2 separate regions of the Zea mays genome follow, and region 2 is linked to region 1. The links are chromatin contacts, called in public Hi-C maps. All regions are on one chromosome and are shown on one strand. Each heading gives the region's core, a stretch centred on a gene start, on an enhancer-like site or on the middle of the called end of the contact. The rest is flanking DNA. Distances are from core to core; before and after follow the strand shown.

Region 1 (2,865 bases), core at 321-2,820:
GAGTGACTTGCAGTTCAAATCTGAATTATTCGAGAAAATTCCATTAAACGAACTAAATCTAATAGTTATAGAAAACACTTTTATAATTATGCCAAAATGGTACATGTAAGTCTACATAGTGTAGGAACATACCATAAAAAGTTTGGTTGGGAAAAGAAAAAAAACTAAAAAAATATACTTTGCCGAGTGTCTACGGAGAGACACTCGGCAAAGAAACTTCTTTGCCGAGTGCCAACTCTCGGCGCTCGGCAAAGATAACGGCCGTCAGCTATAGACGGCTGCTGACGACCCTTTGCCGAGAACCGCTGTTTGCCGAGTGTTTGGCACTCGGCAAAAATTTCTTTATCGAGTGTATTTCTGTGCCGAGCGTCATGCTCTCGGTAAACGCGCTCGTTACCAAGAGTAGGTCTTTATCGAGTGCGGCACTCGGCAAAAACTTTTTTGCCGAATACCCGACAAAAAACATTTGTCAAAGCGGCGAGCACTCAACTAAAAGTCGGATTCCGGTAGTGCCTAACGAATCTATCTATATGCTAACAACCACAACTAATTAAAGAGGTACTTCTTCTATTTTGAATTACAAGATATTTAAGCTTTTTATTAAGATGTATAGTTTTTTCCTATTATTCTATACGTCTAGATATTGACTATTTATATAGACACAGTAAAAAACGTATCTAGAAAATTCAAAATATTTTATAATTAAAACATAATGATTTTATATATGGTCTATATATGCGTTGCTATATTTTAGGTATCCAAATTTCAGAAAATAATATTACTATATACCAACTTGTACGATTAATAAAAGGATAACTTACAAGAGATGATTTATAATTTTTTCTATAGCCAAATAATAATAAAATTATATTTTGCTTAAAATTAGATCCGATCTAGACGGAAAGGAACGAGGAAAGGTCGCAGGAACAAGCGGCGCTTGGCGCATGCCGCGACTCGCGCCCTGGGTGAAAATAGCTCTAAAATATAGGTGAAGTAGTTGGAGTTATCGTTTTTAAGAAGTTTAATGTTTTTTACTTATCAAATATATACAAATAATATTAATAATTATAGGTATAATTAATATCATTGGATAAACATTTGAATCTATTTTTATAATAGATTTATTTAGAGATACAAATATTGTTAATATTTTCTATACATTTAGTTAAATTTGAAAAGCTTTGACCGATATGATTATATGAATAATAACGTAGCGGTAATTGTTTTAGGACGGAGAATTTTGTTTTTAGTAGTTGTATATACATGTGTGTGTTACTACTTCTTTGATTTAACCTTCATCAATGGCACATAATCGTGCTTTTGGCAAGCATCAAAAAGAGCGTGTGTAAACAGCTCATCTGAGATTTGACCCACCCAAAAGCCTGCCAAGCAACGAGGAAGCAACAGTCAACAGGGTGTCCGTGGCGTGGGCCCCACAGACCACCAATGCGTTCGACGGTCAAACGGCAATGGGCACTTGGGGAGGCCGCGCCGAATATTCGGGCGCGTTGGGAAGAAGATCCTTCTCCGCCGCTTATAAATAGCGGCCGTCCTCATCCCTCGCTGCCCCAAGACCAAGATAGACCACCCAAGCATTGAAGCCGTAGCCGCCGCCGCCGGACGAGACAGGTTGAGGCGGGGCGGCAATGGCCGCCGGGGACCTTGAGGTGCTCACCGCGCTCGACACCGCGAAGACGCAATGGTACCACTTCACCGCCATCGTGGTCGCCGGCATGGGGTTCTTCACCGACGCCTACGACCTCTTCTGCATCTCCCTCGTGACTAAGCTCCTCGGCCGCATCTACTACACCGTGGAGGGGTCCGCGACGCCCGGCACCCTCCCGCCGCACGTGTCCGCGTCCGTCAACGGCGTGGCCTTCGTGGGCACGCTGTCAGGGCAGCTCTTCTTCGGCTGGCTGGGCGACAAGCTCGGGCGCAAGAAGGTCTATGGCATGACGCTCATGCTCATGGTCCTCTGTTCCGTCGCGTCGGGGCTCTCGTTCGGCCACACCCCGGCGTCCGTCATGGCGACGCTGTGCTTCTTCCGCTTCTGGCTCGGGTTCGGCATCGGCGGCGACTACCCGCTGTCGGCGACCATCATGTCCGAGTACGCCAACAAGAAGACGCGCGGCGCGTTCATCGCCGCGGTGTTCGCGATGCAGGGCTTCGGCATCATGGCCGGCGGCCTCGTGGCCATCGTCGTGTCCGCGTCGTTCAAGGCCAGGTTCCCCGCCCCGGCCTACGCCGTCGACCCCGCCGGTTCCACGCCGCCGCAGGCCGACTTCGTGTGGCGGATCATCCTGATGCTGGGCGCGATGCCCGCGGCGCTCACCTACTACTGGCGCACCAAGATGCCCGAGACGGCGCGGTACACGGCGCTGGTGGCCAAGAACGCCAAGCAGGCCGCGGCTGACATGTCCAAGGTGCTGCAGGTGGAGATCTCAGCCGGCGCCCCCGAGGAGGACGCCGCGGCTGCGGCTGCGACTGCGCCTGCGCCGGCGTCGGCGTCCTTTGGGCTCTTCTCCGGGGAGTTCCTCCGCCGGCACGGGCTGCACCTCCTGGGCACGTCCTCGACGTGGTTCCTGCTGGACATCGCCTTCTACTCGCAGAACCTGTTCCAGAAGGACATCTTCAGCGCGGTGGGGTGGATCCCCAAGGCGGCGACGATGAACGCGCTGGAGGAGCTGTTCAGCATCGCGCGGGCGCAGTCCCTGATCGCGCTGTGCGGCACGGTGCCCGGCTACTGGTTCACGGTGGCGCTGATCGACGTGTTGGGGCGGTTCGCGATCCAGGTGACGGGGTTCCTGATGATGACGGTGTTCATGCTGGGGCTGGCCGTGCCGTACGAGCACTGGACGACGCCGG
Region 2 (2,700 bases), core at 114-2,613, 150 kb before region 1:
TCGAAGAAGTTGAATTGATGAGGACAATGCCGCCCAATTCAGAGCGGCAGTACGGCATTTCGGGATCCCCTGCTCTGGCTGAACGAGAAGAAAGACCGGCGCAACCTCCTCGACGATGGTGGGCCAATGTCGGCGGCGGCATTGCTGCTCTCCGCTTTGCCGTCACCTCCTGCTGTGACAGCCTGGGAGGCGCCGGAACTCTGCCGCAGAATTGTCTGCAGCGCGAGGTAGAAGCGCTTGTCGGTGCTGGAGTCCATGGACAGCGACCGGCGCATGGGCAAGAGACAGCCGTCTCCTCCTCCTCCTCCCCCTCCCCCCATGCTACAGCTGCGGCAGCTACTGTTCCGGTGCGCGGTCTCATGAGAAGGCACAGCCTCTTGTTCGCCGGCGGCGTCTGCGGAGGCAGGAGTAGGACTACTACTAACAACATCTACGGCGACGTCGTCCGTGGCGGCGCGCGGGAGCGGGACGTCGAGGTGGTGGTGGTGGCAGCGAAGGGCGGCGGGGTCGGAGACGTCGGCCCTGCAGAGCGGGCAGCTGGCGGCGGACTGGAGCCAGGCGTCGATGCAGTCGATGTGGAAGGCGTGGAGGCAGGGCGGCAGCACGCGGAGCCTCTCGCCGTCGCGGAAGTCGGCGAGGCACACGGCGCACGCGGCCTGCTTGGCCTCCGCCGCCAGCACGAGGCGCGTACTGCCGTGGCGGTACCGGAACGTGGGGATCCGGCGGATGGCCGCCTCCTCCATGCCGCTCCGGCGTGGTGGCTCGTCGTGCACGGTGACGACGACGTGGCGGCGGTGGCCCGGCCCGGCGGCGACGTCGTCGTCGTCGTCGTGCATGCCCGGGCGCCAGAAGAAGAGGAGGCCGCAGCGGGTGAGGACGAGGTAGTATGCCAGGAGCAGGAGCGAGGTGGCGAGGATGCCGACGATGGAGACGGAGAGGACCACGAAGCTCGTGCCGGGGAAGGACGAGGACGGCGACGACGCCGTGGGCGCGTCCATGTACGGAACTGGAACCGGTCAAGGCGTGGCGTGCGTAGGCAGAGCGGTGCAGCAGTGGCAGTGCCAATGCAGCTCCGAGTTGGATAGTGCAGTGCAGTCTGTGCAGAGGAGGGTGATGGGGATGGGAGATGGCAGGCAGGCACATTCATCCTCATTCGGTACTACTAGTAGTGGTCGAACTGCCGGCGAACGCGGCGGGACATGGCAGGCAGGCAGTCAGCCGTGCGTGTGAACGTGCCCATTGACCCGTGACCGCCGCTGGTAGCGGCAGCTGCAGGCGTGAGGCATTGTCGGTCAGCGTACCTTGACCACGCGGCGTGGGCTGCAGTTGCATTGCAGGTGATGGAAATTAAAAACGATGAGAAGGGAGGGAGGGAGAGGGACGGCGCAGCTGGAGCTTGCTTGCACTGGAGGTCGCGGCCTACCTGCCGCCGCATTTGCAGTGCGCGCGCCCAGGGACCACCGCACCAGCCGCGCGCTCGGTCATGCCGTCTCGTTTCGGACGGCCCCGCCCGCCGGTGGAGGGAGACGCGTTTCCCACTCGCAGTCGCAGAGCCAAAGCAGAAGCAGCCGCGGTTCTCCAACAACCACGTGCTCCACCACATTTTATCCAACGGCTTTGTTTGCATCAAGATTCGTGCGGGTGCAACTAAAATATCGTGCGGCACCAGGCGCGACATGCATGCATTTTTATCGCGAGAAGCTATTTTCAACCTCGGTGTCTCTCTCTCTCCTCTCTAATGTGATGTGGCCGAGCTGATGGTCTGTACCGATCAGCCTAGCTCCAACGTGGGACTGTTCGGCCAGCTAGACAGTGGGTCTGTCGACCTGTCAGCTCAGTCGATACTGGAGCTAAACCATACCGATCTGTACACGGGATAATTGGTATGGTTGGTATCCACCGTCTTGCCAATCTAAGTTTTTTTTTAAAAAAAAAAACTAAATTCACCCCGGTGTTTGGATTCATTTGTTTGGTTCCCTGTCTAACTTGTCACAACTTGCCTAACTTGTCTGACTAAGATTAGTTCTTTAATTTAAACGACTGACCTTAGGCAAAATGTGGCGTAGTTAGCCACGAACCAAACAGGCCTTTACACCCTCACCCCCAGTTCACTTGTCTTCTTTTATATCATAGCCTTCGACTCTCTGTTTCAATATAGATTCTAGGTATATTTCGAACTTCAACCTTTGATGACTCCACGAGCAATCAACACAATATCCTGAGACCGCTGTCGGTGTGAGACATATCTTCTTCAACGGCCTTTCTCTCATACATCATTATAGACAAAGTTGGGCAAAAAAAAAAAACAAAAAAAAGACGGAATGGAAAATGAAAAATGGTGGTCACTTTGATTGCCTATACTAGTTAACCGAACTAATTTCGGTTAAACTCGTTTTTCCTCACTTAACGGATTTAACCGGAAAATAGGTGTACCACTCATGAGGCTACTAACAGATTAGTCCATTGGGTGTATCTCGGGTCTCGGCCCACCAAACTAGAAACCAAATTCGACAATCCCCATTCCTCATTCCCCAACCGACCAACACTAACTCAAATCCCCCCGGGATTGGAGGGGGTTGAGGGGATTTGAGTTTCCAAACTAGCAATAAGATGGCAAGACTACACGCACATGTCGGTGCTTCTATTGCTCACTTGTGCTGCTCGTGAGCCACCCGCTCGCCCATGCCAGCCGTCACTCGC

Evidence for each region. A called contact is a pair of places that touch in the nucleus more often than the background predicts.
Region 2: a contact with region 1 is called in a Hi-C map of bundle sheath, with 2.5 times the contacts expected there. The contact joins the promoter of LOC113687189 here to the promoter of pht7 in region 1. A contact is called at or near these places in 3 of 25 Hi-C or Micro-C datasets (bundle sheath, tassel and an unstated tissue).

Annotation. Positions count from the first base shown.
Region 1 is chr1:206,929,384-206,932,248 of Zm-B73-REFERENCE-NAM-5.0, reverse strand. pht7 (phosphate transporter protein7) reads left to right here and starts at 1,570. Exons shown (of 1, transcript NM_001112347.2): 1 at 1,570-2,865. The coding sequence starts at 1,647.
Region 2 is chr1:207,077,061-207,079,760 of Zm-B73-REFERENCE-NAM-5.0, reverse strand. It overlaps LOC113687189, which reads right to left and starts at 1,363. Exons shown (of 1, transcript NM_001367494.1): 1 at 1-1,363. The coding sequence starts at 998. The coding sequence ends at 39.